Regions from separate parts of the Drosophila melanogaster genome. Here region 2 is linked to region 1. A link is a contact called in public Hi-C data. All regions are on one chromosome and are shown on one strand. The core of a region is the stretch at or near the end of the contact, and the rest is flanking DNA. Distances in the headings are between cores, read along the strand shown. Region 1 holds the start of kug (kugelei). Region 2 holds the start of Wnk (Wnk kinase).

What was found. A called contact is a pair of places that touch in the nucleus more often than the background predicts.
Region 2: a Hi-C map of the Kc167 cell line shows a contact between it and region 1, with 3 times the contacts expected there. A contact is called at or near these places in 18 of 107 Hi-C or Micro-C datasets (the D17-c3 cell line, the Kc167 cell line, the ML-DmBG3-c2 cell line and 6 more) and 1 of 7 datasets of targeted methods (the Kc167 cell line).

What each region holds. Positions count from the first base shown.
Region 1 is chr3L:20,003,474-20,007,729 of dm6, forward strand. kug (kugelei) reads left to right here and starts at 1,828. Exons shown (of 21, transcript NM_001300197.1): 1 at 1,828-2,016. CG7668 reads left to right here. Exons shown (of 3, transcript NM_168830.2): 2 at 1-890; 3 at 944-1,361. The coding sequence ends at 1,076.
Region 2 is chr3L:21,552,534-21,556,774 of dm6, forward strand. Wnk (Wnk kinase) reads right to left here and starts at 2,395. Exons shown (of 12, transcript NM_001275243.3): 1 at 1,848-2,395; 2 at 1,492-1,647; 3 at 1-1,060. The coding sequence starts at 1,610. It overlaps CG7173, which reads right to left. Exons shown (of 3, transcript NM_141073.4): 1 at 3,758-4,241; 2 at 3,219-3,408; 3 at 2,840-3,152. The coding sequence ends at 3,118.

The sequences.
Region 1 (4,256 bases), core at 578-3,077:
GATAAGGATGATTTTATTAAGACCCTGCAATTGTCGATTGACTTAGTAACGCAAACAAAAGAAATGACCATACAGAAGTTACAAACTCAAATTATGGACTTGCAAAGTGATCTCGACTTGAGTAGGATTACAATTAAGAAGAACGATGGAGGAAATTGTGCTCCAGCGCATGATAAAGTTGTGAAAGAACGAAAGGAGTTAAATATGGAAAATGGAAAATTTCGAGAGGGGAATGATCAGATTGTTGAAATCGAGAAAATTTTGAACTCAAAAGAGGCGGAAATCGCCAGACTAGAATTCAAAATTGACGAGTCGAAGCTAAAAATTGTGCAATTGGAAGGTGCAGTAAAGGCGAAGGACGAAAAGATAGTGAAAATGACAGAGATATTGTCTGAGTATAACGTTAATAATAAGGACCACGATGAATTCGTATTACTGGGCTCTTCCAAGTTGCCTTCAATTAAATTGGTGACACTACCTGATTTCGAACCCTTTGCCTCAGTTTTCGAGGATATTCCTTCTGCCGGTCGTGGTTGGATGATAATCCAGCGTAGAATCGATGGCAGTTTCGATAACGCCACTGAATCAAATATAATAACGGGCTGTGGGGATTTGGGTGGCGAGTTCTGGCTTGGCCTACAAAAATTGCATAAAATGACGACACATCGACGAATGGAACTATATATCCAGCTCGTCGATTTCGACAATGCTAGTGCTTATGCAAGATATGATAATTTTGTTATTGGCGATGAAAAACAGAAATACAAACTGCTTTCCCTTGGCGAATACTCAGGAAATGCTGGCGACGCATTTCGCAGTCATATAAACCATATTATTGTTGGAAATCCGTTTGCAATGGAATCATCGAAATGGTGGGGTACAATGAACTGGTATGTATGAACTTGTTTTTGTTTAATGATTTTGAAAAATAATTCTTTTTCAGTAACTTGAACGGAAAATATCGGAATTCCAAAGTTGAGTTGGACACGACCGATGGCATTTGGTGGGGTAATTGGAATGTTGGTAATAGATATCCCCTGAAGTCGTGCAAAATGCTAATCAGACCAATGCCGTGAGCCAAGTATAATGGCTTGTCAAATAACATTGTCACGGAAATAAAAGTTGTAAAATAATTTCTACCTGTTCATTTTCAGCCTAATTATTGTAGAATGTTAAGTTTTAGTGTCGACCAAAGAGTGGATAACAGGCTTGAAGGTCCTATAAATGCTGTATGCTGTATTTGCAAGTAAAATCTAGCTTCGCTTGGTATTTTTTTTATCGTAATAATACCGACTTTGTTATTTTACGGTCGAGGGAAATTTACATGAAAATCCCACCAGATGGCGCGTTTGATAAAATCGATTTTATCGCAGGAATGCCGTATTAAATTGCCCAAGTTTCTATAAAATATAAATATATTTTGATAAATAGTAATAATAATACATAATAGAAAAAAAAAAAATAAAACATAAAAATCTGCAGAAGGCAACAAATTGCATCTAACAGTGAAGTGGAGCATTTTCCTAGCCTCACAAAATATTTAGCAATAACAAATACATTTGTCTAAAACATGTAACAAGTCAGACATATGCATGTTCTCCGCAATAAAGCTGGGATATTTTTACCAGAGAGGGTCAAAGGACTCAATAACAGAAGGGGAAATAGGGGTGCTCCATGCTCAAGCTGGTCCGGATGAGCTCGAAGTTGCTGTTGGAGGTTGCAGCTGGAGGTTGCAAGCGCAGGACATGGCCCAACTCGTTAGGACCTCGAAACGAAAAGTCGAATCAGTTGAATTTCTGTTCTCATTGACTGCGGTTTAAGTTGCTTTAAATCGCAGTAAACGGTGTGCGTCGTCGGTAGCAATTGAATGAGAAGGGAAAGTATGTTTCAATCGAAAGTCGCGTTGTTCCGTTAATATGACTCGAGCTTAGGCGACGATACGCGAGTCGATAAATGTATCTGCGCCCATACGCATTTCCAGTGCAAGTGATGTTTATCTGTAAAATGCAGAAATATGTACGTATTCGTGTTGTGTGCCACAAATACGTCCGAGTTGACCAATAGTCCACGATAATATTGCTTTACATATAAGTGTAACAGTGAATTGGGGTTGCATAACCCCCTGTGGTGATACAGATAATGAGAAACCAAATATATCCAACCAAAAATCAGTGGAATAAACCACAACATACACCTCCGCACAGGAAACTTCTGCGATGGTCTGGGCTACATTTCTTGAATTGCGAAGCCATTGCAATGAGGATTATGGGAAACCAAAGGGTTCCATTCCTTGTATACGTCCTAGTGATTTGTGATATTTTTAGGGGGCATCAACCTTAATTGACACCCAAATATATTGCCAGGGATCCATGTTTTTAATGAAAACTATAGCATTTAAATAAAGCTGTTTCCAAATTTTGATACAGTTTAAAGACTTTTTTCACATATCAGTTTGATATGTTCCTTTAGAAGAAACCAAAGCAACAACAATATTGTAGGCGAACCAAATAAATAGGACTTCATTTTAATTAGTTAAGTGCTTTCTTTAAAATTGCACTCGACAAAAACCAAAATATTATTTTTTATAATATCTCCATATTACAAATTTTGTTGTTATCTTAAATGCAGCCCTTTAAAACGTAAGATAAAGAGTTATTCGTGAAGGAAATTATTTTGTTTCAGAATTTATTTTTATTGGCGAACATACAAATAATTTAAACATTTAATTAGTCTTGACAATTGGTTTTGACCACTTGTTGAAAGGTTATTAAAGCGATTTTTTTGTATTGTTCGAAAATTTTGTATTTATTAGACAAAGGCCTCGCTTAAATTCGTGTCAATTCGCGCTTAGCAGTATAATCGATCTGGAAATTATCGGCTACGCACTATCGGTGCTGTCATCGAGTCTCGCAATATTCGATTCTTGCAATCGATTTTAGCATTTTCAAGAGAGAGCAATAGCGGGCGGAGTTATCGGCGATCGTAGTTAGTGGTGCATATGTACATGCAGCTGCCAATTAATGTGAGTGTGTAATCCGCGTCTAGAGTTCCGGAAATCAGAGATGAATGAAAATACAAACCGATGAAAGTGATCGCCCCCGAAGTTACCGAGCAACCAGCGAAAACACCGAATATTAGATAGTTCCAGACAAGTTGTGGGATCCACTCTAAATTACAAAGGTATACACACATATGTACCTGAGTGCGTTTGTATGTGGACCAAACATTTTCCAAAAAGATATATCAACCGAGAATTGTGCATTTCTGTGTTTTAAGCCAATAAAATACCCAGTGCCAGGTGCACGAAGTTTATCACGGCGATTCGGAGTGATGTGTGTGCGTGTGTTTGTTTACTTACCTTATCGGAAAATTAGGCCCACGAAAAAGAGACACATGTTATCTTTGTACACCGATGTGCTATGTACATATGCATCGCCTATGTATGTATGTAAATGCTGCACTGCTATGTAAAAATTGGAGTTAGTGCTCGTAATGGTGTGACTTTGTGGACTGATTTTTGGAGTGAGAATCCAGAAAAGCTAAGAAGAGTTCTCAGACATTGCTTCTGAATAAACATTAAAGTTGAAAGCACTCAGTGATTCACATGGCCTGTGCTCGCTAACCCGTTTCGACTTCTTTTCATGCCTTATACATATGTACATACATATGTGTGTATTAGGGTCTTATTACTCATATTTACCTACGCGCCGCACCAATTTCGCAACCTTCACGTTTTCATGAATCGAAAAGTCGAAAATCTCGTAATTTCCACTCCCAACATCCCAACAAGTGGCTCCCTCAGTCAAGTGATTATGCTGATCTGCTGTGCTAGTGAAAATTCATTTTAAAAGTGTTACCTTCACGGTTCTTTAAATTTGTAAACAATAAATTTGAGACTTGAAAGCGACGTGTTATGAAAAATATTTCAAACACTTCTTTTATTCAGTTTTATAGGAAAAATGAAGCTTTACTTTTCACACGATTGGTTTATTAGTTTTTCTTATCTGGCAAAGGTGTCAAGTAAGAGGGCTTTGTGTCGTACAACCTAACTACATGGATATCAAGATATGGAGAAATTCCCGTTCCTTGTGATTATTTACAATTTGAAGACCATCCAGAATGTAGGGCATCATTACATTATAATTCGTTTGGAATTCGAGTAATTTATGGTGGCATTGGTAGGCTGTGTCTAAAATATTACTAATGAATAAAGTTCAAAGATAACACAAGTGCAAAATGAGAATTTCATGACATAC
Region 2 (4,241 bases), core at 1,145-3,644, 1.5 Mb after region 1:
GGTATCGTCCTTATCCTCTACTTGAAAGCCAACTCGTTTTACGCCGCTTGAGTGCTTGGTAGAAGACTTCAATGGCACATCGTCTTCAGTCTTTTCGATTGTAAGACTCCGTGACGCTTCGGTTATAATGTTGTCGATGATTCCGGCCACATGGTGGGAAGTGGCATCCGTAGCATTGGAGCGCGTAGGCGTGCGGAACTGCTCCTCCAGATGCTCCGCCTCGCGGGAAAGCATCTCGATGTTGTCGTCATAGTCACGAGGAAACTCTGTCTCGAGTTCAACGAACTGCAGTGGATTGGTGTTCCTGCCTGACTGTTCCACATTTTTACGGACGAATCGAATGTTTTGCACGAAGTTCGCCGTCAAAGTCGTTGGCGTGGTCTTTGACGAGTGCAGTGGCGCCTGCTGCTTGATCAATGGCTCGATCACCGTGTCCGAGGAGGACTTTCTGGCCTCCATTTTCTTGGTGTCTGAAACAACCGCTTGCGACGTCCCCTTGACTGACTTGTCTTTTTTAGGTTTGCCCGAAGTAAGACCAGCTTTCTGGTTGCTTATGGCATCTGCAGGTTCTATTTTGCTATCCATTTCGTCCTCATTCTGTTCCCTGCTCTGGTTGTCCTGAGAGCAAAGCACCTCTACATCGGTTGATTGCTGTTTGCCTAAATCGCCGTTGTTGTTATCGTTGACTTTCGGTACGTCGTCCACGTTTTTCGGGCTTGACGCCGTTTTGCCGGGAAGGGTGTTATTTGAAAAGCGTCTTAGCACCCGCACAAATAGGTTACTTTTGCTGGCAGCTGGTGGTGTAGGCGTGGTGTTCAGCGTGGGTAGAGAAGAAGCTGGCTCGATAGGTGATGACTGGATTGAAGTGGTGCTGCTAGTGCTCGTGTGTGCAGAAAGTGTGCCCTGCTTGCAAGTGGGCTTTCTGTTTAGTGTGTCTTTTAGTTTTGATGTCGGGTTCGGCTTTTGCCTAGAGGAGGCAGATCTATTAAACGAACGGTGTCCCGACTTTTGTATATTAGCTCCCTGCACAGTTTGCTCCTCGCTAGAAATTGAGGTATTCCTAAAAGAATGATAGAAGTAGTTGATTAGATTCTATAGACTCACAGGTACAACAGTCGAGTTTTCCACAGTTCTCAGTAAACTTCCTTCCAAGAACATTTTATAAACATTCGATAAACGAAAAAACGGTTTCAGTTTACGTGTTGTTTATCTAGTAAGTTTTGCTTAAAACAGAGACGTTGAAGTAACAATTCCAGTTGAAGCATATTTAAAAATTAGTATCCTAGGGAAACAAATCCTTTGTAGGATACTTGGTCAGTTTAACACACTACATACAAGGATATTTTAAACCAGCTTTTACGTTATTTAGGCATATATGAAACAACGATTGTTACTTCAATCATTTTTTGTTATGTGCCCTGATTTAAATAAAAACAATATTTAAATAAATAGAGATATTCCCTAAATGTTTTGGCAATGACTCCAACTCACCTTTGAGGTTGCGTGGTGCAGGAGGTAGTACCATCTTCGCTGATGGCGCTTCCCTTCCGAGCACGGTTCGCAGGTACGACCTCTTGTTGTCGTACGAAGTCGCAGAGGGTTTGTCCAATTTTGCAAGATTTTTAGCAGCAGACCACCACGTTTAATCTGAAGCGAGAGGCAAGGCGGTGAATGAGTACATGAAGGCATGGAGGAATGGAGCAAAGGTTAAATTCCGGCACTATTGACAGGAGGAACTGGCTTGGACTGGGGCAGAGACATGGGCAGGGGCAGGAGCAGGGAAAGGTGACCATTCCCACACCCACTTATGTTCGTTGCTTGGTGCCGACGTCTGAAATATCGCTTACAGCTGGGTGGAGGAGGTAGTGGCGCCGTCTCCAGGAGGCCGAGGTGTGCGCTTTCCATGAATCACTAGTTTCGATTGCACTACGTTCGTCACTGGCTCTGCCGTTCCACTCTACTCTGTTCTGTTCTGTCGCGAGGGATATGTGCGTATGTGCGGTACGCTGGCTATACATACATATTTATGTACATTTGATTCGGGACAGGAAGCATATGCAGCGACTATGATGTCATGTTTCCACGCCGCTCCTTCCGGAAGTCCTTCGCTCGACGGGATCGTGCTCGAGTTGGGGATTTACGACCGGGACGGGGTCTAGGGCTCGCACTGCGACTGTCGGATCGTTCGCATCGAGGATTTCAATTTGTGATTGTGGTGTTCAAAGGCAATTCGAGCTAGCAAGCTTTCATATTACGGCACGGGGGATTGGTAAGTCTTTCGGGAGATAGTGTCACCTCCACAAGGGGGGTCAATTGGATTGAACGCGTGCGAGAGTCAGCGGAAAATTGAAGTTATTTCGCCAGAAGTTCCCTTTACTTTCACAAAAAATTTTACAAAGCAACTGGGTTTACTTGTGTTCGTGATCTATCGATAGCGCATATTGTTACACAAGTGTTATCGGCGGTGATGCCACCCAAGCTACCAGCTTGCCTAATATATATGTTACGCATTAGCAGAGATGTTACCTGGCCTCTGTTAACTTGAACAGTAGACCGTTACTCTTCGAACGAGTTATAACATTGTTAAGAATACTGTATAACCTTTAAGCATTAAGCCACTTTTTTAAATTTCATTTTGCCTGCCATAATGAAACAGATTACAAACAGATTACAGCTGTAAAAACCACACCTAACAAAGTCTTAATAAATTCCAAACCCTTATACAGGTTTCCCTTATTCAGCAAGAAGATGCTCCTGTCTCTTTTGTTTTGCCCCTAAGGCAAAAAGCCCAGATAGTCTCTTATTTTATATATATAAATATGATTTTCGATAATGTTTTCTTGCAATTCGTTAATTTATTTATTATAACTAACTTCTCTGAATGATTTTTGAGATACATACAAATATATTGTAGAACTTAAATATACATGCACTAATAGTTTATAAGTTATCACTTTAATGAATAGGAAAGCTATAAGTGCACGATATTTTTATACGTGAACAACAAATCAAAATCACTTTTTACAAAACCCTACATTTTACCATTTCCACTAAATTTGCATATTTTGTAATCGCTAGAATAAATTAAATTAAAACAGTTTTTTATTTTATTTTAGTTTAAGAGCAAGATCCTTTACTCTTAATCGTCACACCTGGAATAGAACATGTTGGTTTAAAATATATACAGACAATACATATATTGGGTATGAAACTCTTACTTATATTGAGGCATGACGAATAGCACTGCAGTTGGGTTTCGCCCGTGTACATGTATCCGTCGGATCCACAGATTATTTCATCGTTTTCATCGTACACATTAGCACATATCTTCTCGCAGTAGTTTTCCGTGTCCTTTGGATCGTCAGGAGTAGCTGAACTCGTCACAGTGGGCACCTTTGGAATATCTTGCTGAAATGGGCAAATTTAAAATTAAAAATGTAAGAGCTAAATTCACAGCAAAAAGAATTTGATCTTATTAGGAAAAACTGTTACTGGTATTTGATGAGTCGTATAATTTTTGTAGCTTGAGTTGATAGAATCAACTATTTTTTTAAGTTTATTTTTTCAAAGAAGAGTACTATTTTAAACCCGTAAACGATTTGATCGAAATTAAGTACTCACTAAATCGCGTAAAAATCATTATAAAATGCCTTAAAGGTTGGAAGTGCTTGTTTTTGTGGCCACTTTTTGGCCAACAAATATGCTAGCTTATATAAGCTACTTGCGGTTTTCACATTTATTGAGAAACAGAACCAACCTGCTTTCCACTTTCAGTGTCGGAACTATCCTCTGGGTCATCGGTGTATTCCTTAATGGGCTTGCTGAGTTCAATCTTCGGGGCAGGAGATTTCGCGGGCTCGCGGGGAGCTTGGGCCACGGTTTCGTAGTAGTACTGATTGGCTTGCGGGGCTTGGGTGTACTTCATCGATCCCCTTATGGCATCTTGCTCGGTGAACTCGAATCGCAGAGGCTCCGGGGTAAAGCTCTTGTGGGTCTTGGCGAGGTGCTGGCTCTTCGACGGCGATTGAGTGGTGGTCTGGACCGCCATGGGAGTAGAGACCACATGCTTAACGGCTTTGTTGCCGTCGGACTTGACAACGAAGACATCCTGACCTGCCTGGTAACTGCCGCGAACCACTGCGGAATTCGCAGGAGCGGGATCTTGCTGGTAGAACAAGTCGGACACTTGTATGGGCTCATTGTAACTGGAGGAGACTGAGTTGTCTAGGCCAGCAGTTTTG